3 separate regions of the Mus musculus genome follow, and regions 1 and 3 are each linked to region 2. Evidence: chromatin contacts called from public HiChIP or PLAC-seq and promoter capture Hi-C data. All regions are on one chromosome and are shown on one strand. The core of a region is the stretch at or near the end of the contact, and the rest is flanking DNA. Distances in the headings are between cores, read along the strand shown. Region 1 holds the start of Cttn (cortactin). Region 2 holds the start of Nadsyn1 (NAD synthetase 1). Region 3 overlaps Cttn (cortactin).

Region 1 (4,825 bases), core at 267-2,766, 650 kb after region 2:
AACCACTAGGAAGGGCTAAAGCCTCTGCTTGCTTCACTGGGCACAACAGGGAATTCCTTCTCCCTGGCCACAAGTCCCCATCCCTCACACGGACCAAGAGGAAACAAAGGAACATACCAGGCCCAAACACCTCTGCAGTGACTGGGCACACACCCAGGAGGAGGGGCGGCTGGATTCCAGGCTCCTTAGCTCCAGGAAGCAAGCTAGGCGCTTGGATTTCCATTGACCCCATTGCAAATTTCCCTCAGGTGCCCAGGCCTTTCCTCAGATGTTGGCCTCTCAGCCCAGTCCTGAGGACTAGAGACCAATGCTGGAACCCGGCTGCTCAGCCTTACCAACTTCCTACAGGTCCTTGGACCCTCATAATTCCACTGGGTTCTGGAACCCCAGGCTCCCCAGGCCCACCAGCTTCCCCCAGGCCCTCATCATTCCACTAGATTCTAGAAGCAAAGTCCCCTTACCCCCACCAGCATCTCCCAGGCCTCAGGTCTACATTCTTTTCCCAGGTTCTGGTACTCTGACTACCACAGACCCATAATTATGCACTCTGACCTAGAACACCCCAAACCGACTTAGCACTTCATCCTGGGTTCCTGCTCTGAAACCCCACCCCTTTCTTTATGTCCAAAATTCCTAGGGCCTGTGTCCTAGGGCCCGCCCCCTCAGAGCCAGACCGGCTGTGCACCCCTAGCTACTCCACAAATGACGGGATGAACGGCTCAGCATTGGTGTCCGAAACCTCCGATCCTTGCCCAATACCCGGGGCTCCGACGTCCCCATCCAGACCCTGCGACCCGGGACTTTGAGCCTCCAATCCTGGCCCTACACCCCGAATCCCGAATCCCAGCGCCACACCACAACCCCAACCCCCCGATTTCGGACCCACACCGCGAACCCTTGGCCTTGACTCTGCACCCCGGTTCCCCCTCCTAGCACTGCACTCCAACCCCCGATCCTAGCCCTGCAGCCCGGGTCCCGACGCCCGACCCCAGCCACACACCCCAAGTCACAATCCCGGCCCCACACCGCGAACACCGGGTTTTGGCCTGGAATCCTGACTCAGGGGTCCCAGCCCTACACTCCGAGGCCTCGACCAACAGATCCTGGCCCTGCACCCCTGGGCCCCGACCCTGCCCCGCACTCGGATCACCTGGGCCCAGTCCAGACCCTGTACCCCAACCTCCCGTCCAGGCCCGGCACCCTGACAACTCATCATCCCACACCCTTCCTGTCCCCCAGCAGCTCTCTAGGACGCCCATCCCCCGCTCACCGCACCAGCAGGGTCCACCAGGCTCCCGCCGCGCCCCGCCGCTCCCTGTGCCCGCTCACTTCCGGTTCCGCGGAGGCGGGGCCGCATCCGGGGCCACGCAAGATCCCGCCCTATTCCAGGCCGTCCCCGCCCCGTATTCCTGTTAGCTGATCAAGAAAGCAGGATACACAGTTCCAGGACTCATAGGCAGCTCGGCCGCCAGTCAGCTGCGGAGATCCGATTTAGAAACACCCGTCAAGCCCTGTCCAACACACATTCACCCTCAACCCAGCTTCCAACCATGTATCCACCCTGCAACTCTCTACCCACGCATGGATCTACACAGCATCATTCACTCCCCTGTCAATCTTCTACCCACCAATCCACCAATCTGTCCTTCTGCCCATCTACCCATACACCCACTCATCTAGCCATACATCTGTTCATCCATTCTTCCATCTATCTGCTTCCTATTGTGATCAAAAAACTGAACCCTGTCTCGAAAAACAAACAAAACAAAACAAAACAAAAAGAACTGATCAAATACAGCTTGGGGAGAAAACTGCTTATTTGGCTCATAAATTATAGTCCATCACTGAGGGAAGGAAGTTAGAACAGGAACTCAGGCAGGGCAGGAACTGAAACAGAGACTATGAAGGAGTGCTGCATACTGGCTTGCTCAGCCTTTCTTTCACATCCCAGGTCTACCAGTGTAAGGGTGGCAACCCACAACGGTGGGTTGGGCCCTTCTGAATCAATCAGTAACCAAGAAAATGCCCCCACAGACTAGCCTACAGGCCAGTCTGATGGCAATTCATCAACTGAGGTTTCCTCTTCCAAGATTACTCTAGTGTCAAGTTGACAAAAACTAACCAACATGTCACCTATACACCCATGTGTCAACCATCCATCTACTTATCTATCCATCCACTCATCTATCTGTCCTAGTTGACATTAACTGTCAACTTGAAACAGCCTAGAATCACATTTTTTTTTAAAAAAATCTCAAATGTGTACTTGTCTTATTTAGGTTATTCTGTGGGCATGATTGTCTTGATACAGGAGGGCCAACCCACTGTGGTCCATCCCTAGACAGGTGTCCTGGACTGTATAACAAAGCTAGCTAATAAGGCAGCGGCCAAGTGGATCACTTAGAGGCCAGTCTGGTCCTGATCAGCCAAGTGAGGGATTCTGTCTCTCCTGCCCCCCTCTCCAGAAGGAGGAGGAGGAGAAAGGAGATGAAAGAGGGAGGTTAGGGATGTAATTCAGTGGTAGAGTGCCTGTCTAGTATGTACAGGGCCCTGGTACCAACCTTAGCACCACAAGGCAGAAAACAAAAGGCTAAACTGTCAAAATTTATGAATAGATCAGGAAGGAAAAAGAGATGTCAGGTGTCAGAGGAGAATGTTCCCATGTGTGTGTGCACAATTCACATGTAAGTGTGCATTCAACTGCATGAGCACACATACAGAGGTCCAAGGACACATTCTGGCATCTTCCTCAGGAAGGCCACTCACTGCTTGAGACAGGATCTCTCTGGCCTGCAGTTCATCCACTAGGCTAAGCTGGCTGGTCAGCAGGCCCCAGAGATCCTCCTGTCTTTGCTTCTCTGCTGAGGGGATTGCAAATGTGCACCACTCCACCCACCATCCTCTCATTGGTTCTGAGGATCACACTCAGTCCCTCATGCCTGCAGAGCAAACACCCAGCCATCTCCTAGCATAGGGTAGTTGTTGTTGTTCTTGTTGTTTTAGTAAAACCATGGTCTCAAGTGTTTTGTTAAATAAAAACTACAGGCATCATTTTATACTAAGTACCTAAACCGTGCCCAACAAGTGGGGTCAGTCACTTAAGCTAAGTTCCACGTACCCAAGCTGAAAAGCCAAGCTCTATTCTTGAACCAGGGACAGTGGTGTGTGCCTGAGTCCCTGTGATGGGGCACCTGAGACAGGAAGATGGCTTTTGCCTGAGCACCATAGTTGAGAACTCACCTCCAAACCAGAGATTTGTTTACCCTTCTGAGAAGAGGTAGCAGCTAGAAAATCAGTAACTTCCAAATCACACAAGGACCCCCCTCTTGCTGTAACTCTCACATGGGAACAGCTTAGAATCAGAGGTGCAGGTCAGTGAGATGGCTCAGTGGGTAAAGGTGCCTGCCACCAAGCCTGACAACCTGAGTTCAATGCTAGTAAAATAAGTAGCCCACTGTGTGTCTTGGTTTCTTCAAACTATTCACTGGGGTGTACCTCAAAACTACCACCAAACAAACAACACAGCCTTCTCCCCTCAGCTCCAAAGAACTACTGACTCAACAAAGTGCTGCTATATTCTAGACTCAAAGTCAATTAAGATCCATCAACTAATGAATAATTTGCCCCCATAATATTCACAAAAGCCTGAGGTCAGAAGAACAAGTGAACAGTGTTTTCTGGCCACAGCAGAACTGCTGTACTCAAGAACTCCTAACAGCTGTAGTTGCTGGCACAAGATTAAGCCAATCAACATCCCAGAATGGACTGGGGATGGGGCTCCCACCACTAGCTCAGGAGCTATTGGCAGTTGATAGCTGCTGGAGGGGGTAAGACTGGTTTTGTTGATGGTATGGTTCCTGGTAGGTCAAGTAAGCATGCACACCCATCCACCCACCCACCGAGCCATACATCCACCTATGCAGCCCTCAGTCCATCCATTTACCTCCTCGGGGCTGGGATTCCCAGTGCACACCTCTGTTTGGCTTTTTCTGTGGGTGCTGGGGACTCAGGCCTCAGGTTTGTCCTGTAATCACTACTGGCAGAGCCATCTCCCTAGCCACCGCCTAGCCTCCCACATAGATCTTATTTGATTCAATAATGACGAAAGGAGTAAGATTTTCAGTCTTTTAAAGAAGTGGAAGTAAGTTGATTTGCAAGTATGGATCGTCTGTCTTTGAGGCCAAACAGTTTGTATCCTCCAAAGCTCAGCCCGAAGAGACCAGCGGTTTCAGGAATGAACCAGGAGCCCTGGAATGCAGAACAGGAAAGGCAGTGCACAAAGGTGCTGGGAGCTATTGGCCACTTCTCTGGAGTACAGGGGGATGGTGGGGGTGGGGGTAGGGGTGGAGACAGGCAGAGTGAAGGCAGGTCAGAGTCTGTTAGCAGATTTCCCAGCCTGCAGAGGCATGGAACAATAAGAAGCTCAAAGCAAGGGTAAAGATTTTATTGACCTTAGTGGAAGAAATAAGGGGTTTTGGGGTGAGAACAAATGTCTTGTATATATTTCAGCAAAATTGTTTGGTAGCTTGTAGCTTTGCTTCCCATGGTACTGTAGTACAAGAAGGCTAGGAGAAATACACTTTGTGGTGGTAATGACCTGCAGCGTTCCCATACCTGTCTCTTGCATCGTTTTTCTATTTTCCCCATAGTCAGCTTCACTTCACCCTCGGAGGACTGTGTGACTTCGTATCAATACACAGAGGTCCCTGAACCTCTGAAAGGAGGCAACTCTGAAGATACCTGGCTCTTAGTCTAGTGACACTAATGTCAGCTTCTGGACCAATTGTGCTGTGAAGATGTTAAGCCAGGCTTAGTGGTGCAGGCC
Region 2 (4,473 bases), core at 1,113-3,612:
AGTCATGAAAAGAGATGTGCAAGCAGAACACTCATACATAAATCTAAAATATTTTTTAATTAAAAAAAAAAAGAAAAAAACTGAAAAGCTGGAAAGGTGTCTCAAAACACAGACCCACCATGTTAAATACCACAGGAGGCCACTGCATACAGCTCTGCAGCTGGAGCTATAAAATCAAGGTGTCTATCAAACTAATGTCTGCTACAGGTTGCTCCCTCCTTCAAATACGGTACCTCTAATAACTCCTCCGAATTCTGGCTCCGATCAGTTAGCAAAGAAGGCACCTGGAAGGTGGCCTAATGTCAGGGAGACAAGCAGGCTTCCTGGGACCTTTATATAATAAGATACCACTCACAGTGATTTAATACCGCCCCCCCCCCAAGTCTGCCTCTAAACACCATCACCCTGGGATGGAAGAATGTTGGCGGGACATTGAAACCTCAGCATCAGGGAAGGTGAGGCAGGTTGGCTTTATGTTCAACCTCACTCCCCTATTGAACCATGAGGAAGCCTGAAGTTATCCAGCTTCCCCAACCCGCCCGGAACAAGGCCCACTCTCAAGCTGCTGCCATCCTAAATGCATCTTCTTGCTCTCAGTTCTGCCCCATTTCTTCCCATCTTTTGTTCCACTACCTGCCCTCCAAAGGGTGGGGGTTGGGGCTGCCGGTGTGCTTAGCCATACCATATTTCTAGTTCTGGTCCAAGCCTGTATCTTGCACCTTTGCCTTTGGCAATTTGAATACCTATATGGAGAGAGAGGGAGGGAGAAGGATTCAGCAGCTAGGATACATTAAAAGGTAGAAAAAGCAGGCTGCTGTGGTAGATACAGCCAAAGCCAGGCTCCAACCAACTACAGCCCTTTCTGTTAATAGCAGAGGACAACAGGCACCTATACCCACGTGTAGGTATTCAGAAACAGGGAGGGTAGGGTGACCTTAGTACTAGGAGGGTAAGCCACACCTTAATGGATAATCATTAAGCAGACACCCAAATTGGCTATAAGGAAAAGCTGTAGACAGGATGTGAAGGCTTCCATCCCTAGGTTGGTGTCAGCATCCAGCACCCAGGTTGAGAGCTGCTGCCAACATGCAGGCAAGGCAGCCCATCTTCACCGCAAAGACATAGACTCTGACCACAAAATCAGGTCAAAAATTACTTTAAAAAATAAAAACGCCTGGGCTAGCCAGATGTCTCCGTAGGTAAAGTCACTCGTTGGTAAGCCTGACAAGTCTGAGTTCACTTAGACCAGTGGTTCTCAACCATCCTAATACCATGGCCCTTCAATACAGCTCCTCATGTTGTGGTGACCGTCTGCCCCCTCCCCCAACTAATTTTGCTGTTATAAACCATAATGTAAATATCTGAGAGGCTCGATATCTGATATTTGACCCTTGCCCAAGAGTCATTTGGCCCTCACAGGGGTTGTGGCTCACAGGTTGAGAACTGCTCACTCAGACCCACAAGGTGGAAGAGGACAGCTGACTCCTGCAGGTTGTCCTCTGACCTCCACATGCACATTATGGCGTGCATATGTACATGAAATAAATAATACATTTGGGTTTTTCTTGTTGTTTTGCTTGTTTCTTGTTTTTCCTATTTAGCCTTCCTGCAGAGGCTTCCAGCACGGATAACCTGAGGTGAGCAGTCTGCAGCTGGGCACAGAGTATCCCCAGTTCTATCTTCTGGGGGCAATGATGAGCTGACCTGAATGTCAACAATACAGGTATATGGAACGCCAACACCCTTCTCTGACCTGAGACCTCTTCTGGCTTCAGTATGCCTTCTCCCAATGCCAATCCATGAGGAATGTCCTCAGGAGCCCTAGAACACGGATCTCTAGTCTTTGCAAACGCCTAGATCTCAATGAAACAGTTCCAAGAATGCGCAGCCCTGCCCCAGGTAACCTTAGAGAGACCCACCAGATCCTAGAGGATGGATGAGGGCAGTGTCTGCCTGGCTGGCAGGGCACTCCTATTTCCACTCTTGCCTTGCTTCCTCACATGTCCCCCAAATTAGGAAGTCGCCCTGAAAGCTCACCAAGCATTACCCTTCTATCTGTTCCCACGCCCAGCGCTGTGAGTCTCTCCTGGGCAAAGCTGGCCTGGACTGCCATGTCCTACCCATTGTGGACTTTGACTTCTTCCTGTCTCCCGCCACCCCAAAACTCACTCTTTAAAATCCTCTGGAAATTGCCCTCAAAGTCCAGGGCCCACTGATTGAGTGCACAGGTGGCCACGGTCACTTTCCGGCCCATGCTGGTTACAGGTTCCAGGCTGGGACGGTGTAATAACGGAGACCACAGGGAAGATACTAGCCGGACTGTCCGGTCTACGCCTGCGTAGCTTGGTTTCCTAGAGGCCCCTCCCCACGGCTCGCCATAGCCCCGCCCCTCTGCCGTCATAGCCCAGCTTCTGCACCGCCTCCAGAACTGCGCCGGCGCAGACCGTGTCTTACCCGGAAGCCCCGTCCTTTCGCCCTCCACAGCCACACCCCTTCTCACTTTCGCAGTGCGCGCCCTTCCGTGAGACCCCGCCCCCGCGGAGATCCTGCACAAAGCGCACCCTTTAAAGTAGGGCCCTAAGGAGCGCCTGCGCAGTAAGGTTGTCTCAGCGTCCCGCTGTTGCCCAAGGTCAGAGCGTCCTGGATCATTTCCTTTGCCATCTGAGCGACTTTTGATAGGTCATGAAAGGCTTGTTTTCTGCCACCAAAAGTAATGTCAGGTTTGCTTTCTGTCGCTGTGATGAACACGTGGCAAAAAGCAGCTGGGGAGGAAAAGGGCTCACTTCACCTTATAGCTCATAGTCTGTAATGAAGGGAAGTTGAGGCAGGAACTGAAGCAGAGACCAAAGAGGACTTCTGCCCACTGGCTTGCTTGAAGGCTTACTCAGCCTGTTTTTTTTTTTTTTTTGCACCACTGAGGACCACCAGCCAGGGGTAGCGCCACCCACAGTGGGCCAAGGCCGTCACATCAATCATCGGTTATGAAAATGCTCCACAGACAAGCACAGGCCAGTCTGATGGAAGGGATCTCTCAAAGTTTCCACTTCGCAGGTGTGTTCAGTTAATTTGTGTCAATTTTGTCAGTAGGAGCTCACAGAGAGCTCACAGAGGGAATGGGTGTGTCCTGCTTCTTTGGCTCACAGCAGTCTGGATTCCCTGTGCATCAACCTGAGCCCTTTCTCATTCCTGTCCCTTTTGCGTTTGGGTAACACCAATCAAAGTAGATACAACTTTTTTTTTCCATTTTTTATTAGGTATTTAGCTCATTTACATTTCCAATGCTATACCAAAAGTCCCCCATACCCACCCACCCCCAATCCCCTACCCACCCACTCCCCCTTTTTGGCCCTGGCGTTCCCCTGTACTGGGGCATATAAAGCTTGCGTGTCCAATGGGCCTCTCTTTCCAGTGATGGCCGACTAGGCCATCTTTTGATACATATGCAGCTAGAGTCAAGAGCTCCGGGGTACTGGTTAGTTCATAATGTTGTTCCGCCTATAGGGTTGCAGATCCCTTTAGCTCCTTGGCTACTTTCTCTAGCTCCTCCATTGGGAGCCCTGTGATCCATCCATTAGCTGACTGTGAGCATCCACTTCTGTGTTTGCTAGGCCCCGGCATAGTCTCACAAGAGACAGCTACATCTGGGTCCTTTCGATAAAATCTTGCTAGTGTATTGTAGTGGCTATTCCTGGTTGTCAACTTGACAATATTTGGAATGAACTACAATTCGGAATTGGAAGGCTCACCAGTGACCCTTATCTGGAGGCTTGGAGATCCTTATCTGGATCTTGGTTTGAAGATCTTGAGCCATAGTGGCTATGGATTCCAGAAGATTTAATCTCCGAGTTAAGGAACACACCTTTAATCTGGGCTATGCCTTTCATTTGGGATTAAAGGTGTGGTGGAACACACCTTTAATCTGGGCTACACCTTTTGCTGGAGACAATATAAGGACATTGGAAGAAGGGAGTCTAGCTCTTGCTCTTGCTCCTTTGCCTGCTTGCTGCGTGAGACTGAGTAACTGCTAGATCCTTGGACTTCCATTCACAGCTGCGACTGAACAATTGTTGGGAATTCGGCTGCCGACTGTAAGTCATCAATAAATTCCTTTACTATTTAGAGATTATCCATAAGTTCTGTGACTCTAGAGAACCCTGACTAATACATGTATGCAATGGTGTCAGCCACTATGTTCATAGCAGCCTTATTTATAATAGCCAGAAGCTGGAAAGAACCCAGATGCCCCTCAACAGAGGAATGGATACAGAAAATGTGGTACATCTACACAATGGAGTACTACTCAGCTATTAAAAAGAATGAATTTATGAAATTTCTAGCCAAATGGATGGACCTGGAGGGCATCATCCTGAGTGAGGTAACACATTCACAAAGGAACTCACACAATATGTACTCACTGATAAGTGGATATTAGCCCAAAACCTAGGATACCCAAGATATAAGATACAATTTCCT
Region 3 (4,418 bases), core at 1,251-3,750, 630 kb after region 2:
TTCCTGACTACGAGTGCACAAGGTCAGTGGTCGCCATCTTTACCATCACTGTTAACCACAGACACCACAACTTCCTCAATGCCAGCCTCTGACTAACACACTTAGTTCCTTATGTCTTCTGCAACAGGGCTCTCAGCCACCACACACCTGGTCTCCTGCCACCTTACCCAGCCTCCTTGCTCAGTCTATTCCAACTGGCAGAGGTAAAACCCTGAGGGGTGCCCCTCAGCATGCTGCATGGCCCTCCCCTGCCACTGAGGCAGCCTTGCAGCATCCTGGCTGCCTAAGGCCTTATCACTCTCATCTTCTCTACCCAAGTCCCCCAACTCTGCAAGCCTCCACCACTGCCTGGAATCACACCAAGCCCGCCCTCTGCTCTGTCGAGTGCTGGGTTACAGGTGTGTGCAGCTGTGCCCGGACTCAGGCTCCTTCAGTAAAGGCTGAATGTTCCATAGGCTTCCCCCACAGCAGGAAATAGAATCGCCACCCTCACTCTTCCATATCTGCAATGACCTTGTTCCCAAAGCAGGCTCCTGTCCCATCCTCTGCTTTGTCACTGACCATCTGCCCTCAAACCTCAGCCCAGGGACCAGTGAGAGGGTTCACTGGGTAGAGGCACTTGCCTCCAAGCCCAGTGTCCCGAGTTCAAACCCTGGGACCCACATGGTAGAAACCAACTCACACAAGCTGTCCTTTGACTACCAAGTATACTTGGTGGCACATACACATATACATGCATACACACAATGAGTTTGTTTTTGTTTTGGAGACAGGGTTTCTCTGTAAAGGCCTGGCTATCCTGAAACTCTCTGTAGATCAGACTGGCCTTGAACTCAGGGATCTGCCTGCCTCTGCAACCTGAGTACTGGGATTCAAGGTGTGCACACCACCTGACTACATATCATCATTCTTAAACTCAGTTCATCTTGCTTCCTCAGGGCCAGTTAGCACAAGCCACCAGCTTTGCTCTAGGGGTCTCCTGTGAGATACCCTGGTGACCTGGGAGATGCCCAGGATGAAGCCAACCACAGTGAGCTGAGTCTAAAGGAAGAACAACTCAGGGGATGACCCAGGCACGCCATGTGTGACCACAGTCAAGGGCAGGAAGGAACATTGGCATCTGTGCAGTTGAGAGTATGCAGCTCACCTCAGGCAGAGGAAAGCAGCCCCTGCCAGACCACTGGAGAACCCACAGAGCTGTCTAGCAATAGCTTTCCCCACCACTGGCTGACATACTAGAAAAACAACTTTCACCAGCTCACAGCTGACCTTACAGGGTTCTGGAACTGATTAAAAGCAACAACAGGCTGATGAGGGGATCTGGAGAGAAGGAGCAATCTGTTACCACAGGAACACGCTTTCATGACTAAAAGACAAAGCTGGACAGGATGGCACTGGCCACCAATGCCAGACCCCGAAGGCCGAGGCAGAAGCACCTCAAGTCCCAGGCCTGCCTGGGTGGCACAGCAGGACCCTATCTGAAGGAAAAAGTGAAAAAGGGCAGGCTAAGGCCCAGGATGTCCCAGGTGCTGGCCCACTGCAACAAGACTAGTAAGTAGTCCAGTTCCCCCGTCTGTGGTAACAGACAGTGACTAAATGTGGCCACTAAGCAATTCTGAGAACTGGTTTTTGCCTGGCTTTCTGCTAATAATTAAAAGTTCAAGCCAGGCAGTAGTGGCGCACACCTTTAATCCCAGCACTCGGGAGGCAGAAGCAGGCAGATTTCTGAGTTTGAGGCCAGCCTGGTCTACAGAGTGAGTTCCAGGACAGCCAGGGCTATACAGAGAAACCCTGTCTCGAAAAAACAAAACAAAAAAAAAACAAACAAACAAACAAAAAAAAAGTTCAAATAGTCAGGCTGGAGAGATGGCTCAGAGGTTAAAAGCACTTGCTGGCTGCTCTTCCAGAGGTCCTGAGTTCAATTCCCAGCACCACATGGTGGTTCATAACCATCTATAATGGGATCTGGTGCCCTCTTCTGGTGTGCAGGCACACATGCAAGCAGAACACTGTATACGTAATAAATAAAGCGTCAGAAAAAAAAAAAAGGTCAAATAGGTCCCAAGACCCTTGTATCAAGTGCCTCAATTTCACCCAAGATCCCTCCTGCTAACTGCTGTGCTGTGACCAAGTACTCAGCTTGGTTGGCCTCAGCCCCACATGTGAAACAGAATGAACCCACAGTGTGCCACATGAGGTATGCAGGGTTCCCAGGTGGCCACTCCAGAGCCATGGAATGATATACCTAATGTCACTGGACAGACCTCCATGTAGTGAGCCAACGGCCCTCGGAAGACATCCCCACCATGGCTCACCAGTCTTACCTTGTCCATCCGATCCTTCTGCACCCCATACTTCCCGCCGAATCCTTTGGCATAGTCTAAAAGGTGGTAAAGGTGAGACTTACGTGAGGCTGAGGATGGGCGAGCAGTGGCAGGCACATGCGCATGGATCCACAAACAGCCCGGGGACACAGACCAGAGCGGAGGGACGTGAAAGCTGCCCGAGGACAGGCTCTCCTGGCAGAGCCAGCTGTCTAACCACAGTGCCCAGTGCAGGCAGGGAGTAGGAGAGGTGTGGGCATGCTTCCAGGAATGGGGACAGGGAGGGGATGGGCGGCAGGCCAGCGGGAAGGAAGCCAAGGAGGGAGGACACAGGACAGGCCTTTGCAGTGCACACTTCTATAGCACAGTCTTCGCACCAGCCAGGGCCTTATTCTCATCTGCTTCCTGGGCGCCTGCTCTACTGGGCACTAATTAGAGGCCCCATCGTGGTTTGTTCTCTTGCTTTTTAAAAGAAAAAACAAAAAACAAAACAAAACAAAAACTCTGTGTGGAAATGCCACCAGACAAGTATGTCTGTTGCTGCCACACACAAACACATGAAAGTGACAGTCATGCAGCCTTGACATCACAGGAACCAATGGCCACCTCCACACAATCTGCTGGGCCAGCACCAAGTACATTCACTCTGGGCCTGATGGCATCTGGGAGCCCACAGTCCACCCTGATCCAGGGAGTCACAGGCCTCTGCCTGGGTGCTCAGCTTCTAGGAACCAGGTTGGCTCTGGGAACCAGGTCTGACCTCTCAAAGAGAAAAACTGCAATAGCTTCTGAGATCCCCAGGGCATGCCTCCACCTGCCAGTATCAGCCACACACAGTGTGCACTAGGGTAAGGCTCTGGGTGGAGACAGATACTACACACAAGTCCGTGTGGCCAAAAACCAAAACAAACACACACATAAAACCTTGTATACCTGGCCAAAAAGAAACAAAAACAAAAACAAAAAACAAAAAACAGCAACAAAAATCCACACCTCTGTAAACAAAGACACAGGGAGCACATGAAACACATCTTTCATTCTCCACCACCCCAGTGTGTGGTTAACATCAGGTCTGAGAGAAGCAAACCCAACTCCCTATGGGTCAGAGAGTCAGCGCTGGGGGTCTGCAGCGATGAGGCCAGAGGTGTTCCCTGCAGATACTATACCAACCTGGCCTGCAGAGTGCCTCCTAACCTCAACCCAGAAGGCTGGAGGGAAAAAAAGAACAGGGGTGGGGTGGGGGAGGAAAAGGACCAAGCTCCGGGATGTTGCTCTAGCATGACACTTGAGTGGAGGCCATCGCTGGCAGCTGGCGGCACAGGGAACTGTCACAGGCACTGCGGTAAACCCTGAAGTCTGCTCCAAGTCAGCTGCACTGCAAGGGCTGGTGGGGGGGTGGGGGTGGGGGGGAACTGTGCCTTGCTGGGACTCGTGCTTGGCCAATCTCTCCTTGTAATCAAACCCCACAGCGGAGGAGTCCTGCCTCTCGGACTGAACACCAAATTTGCCTCCGAAACCAGTCTTATAGTCTGGAGATCCACGGGAGACAGTGAGGAGCATGACCGAGAGAGGAGACAGCTAGGTTAGAATCACGGGAACACGCGCACTGGTCCAGTACGTCATGTTCAGACCTCTGATCTGGGCCTGTTGATCTAACATTGACCAAAGCGTAAAGGAACAAACAAACTTAAGGTCAGTAGACTTCAGCTGAGACGCAGAAGCAGGATCAGAACTGGATGGTAAAGTTTAGTTAAAGCTACTCCAGGCTTCAAGGTTTGCCTGAAGGGACGGCTGAATACAGCTACAGGGTTTTACCCTCCTCAAACCAGCTTTCCCTGGGACAGAGTTCCCACTGTGACAAGAAAAATTCCTAATTAGAACAGAAGTGTGCAAGGATTTGAGGGAGACTCAGATACAGACCCTGCCCAGCACAGACCAGTTCCTGGAGTTCTATCTCCAGAACTGCAGAAAGAAGTGTGCCTTCAAGCCGGGCGTGGTGGTGCACGCCTTTAATCCCAGCACTAGGGAGGCAGAGGCAGGCGGATTTCTGAGTTCAAGGCCAGCCTGGTCTACAAAGTGAGTTCCAGGACAGCC

The links. Promoter capture Hi-C pulls out the DNA fragments that hold promoters and counts their contacts. HiChIP or PLAC-seq counts read pairs in DNA pulled down with a chosen protein or histone mark.
Region 1: an H3K4me3 HiChIP or PLAC-seq map of forebrain shows a contact between it and region 2, with 8 times the contacts expected there. The contact joins the promoter of Cttn here to the promoter of Nadsyn1 in region 2. A contact is called at or near these places in 6 of 39 promoter capture datasets (the 3T3-L1 cell line, embryonic stem cells, hippocampal neurons and 2 more), 7 of 484 Hi-C or Micro-C datasets (the N1E-115 cell line, cortical neurons, embryonic stem cells and 3 more), 12 of 115 datasets of contacts at active chromatin or transcription factors (bone marrow-derived macrophages, craniofacial prominence, differentiating embryonic stem cells and 5 more) and 3 of 9 other capture datasets (adipose tissue, embryonic stem cells and pancreatic islet).
Region 3: a contact with region 2 is called in a promoter capture Hi-C map of neural stem cells. The contact joins the enhancer-like site here to the promoter of Nadsyn1 in region 2. A contact is called at or near these places in 3 of 39 promoter capture datasets (hippocampal neurons, liver and neural stem cells), 1 of 484 Hi-C or Micro-C datasets (the N1E-115 cell line), 5 of 115 datasets of contacts at active chromatin or transcription factors (astrocytes, embryonic forebrain, forebrain and 2 more) and 2 of 9 other capture datasets (adipose tissue and embryonic stem cells).

Annotation. Positions count from the first base shown.
Region 1 is chr7:144,469,419-144,474,243 of GRCm38.p6, forward strand. Cttn (cortactin) reads right to left here and starts at 1,517. Exons shown (of 18, transcript NM_007803.5): 1 at 1,271-1,517.
Region 2 is chr7:143,820,490-143,824,962 of GRCm38.p6, forward strand. Nadsyn1 (NAD synthetase 1) reads right to left here and starts at 2,363. Exons shown (of 21, transcript NM_030221.2): 1 at 2,170-2,363; 2 at 683-743. The coding sequence starts at 2,254. Dhcr7 (7-dehydrocholesterol reductase) reads left to right here and starts at 2,678. Exons shown (of 9, transcript NM_007856.2): 1 at 2,678-3,051.
Region 3 is chr7:144,447,236-144,451,653 of GRCm38.p6, forward strand. Cttn (cortactin) reads right to left here. Exons shown (of 18, transcript NM_007803.5): 11 at 3,743-3,853; 12 at 2,325-2,380. Among named protein-coding and RNA genes, the nearest start is that of Gm34561, 18 kb to the left of the region's middle. Within about 2 kb of position 2,501, at least 72 of the 459 cell types and tissues checked have an H3K27ac peak or open chromatin away from gene starts, as enhancers often do. A contact at or near this core is called in the N1E-115 cell line, liver and neural stem cells, where this site is marked.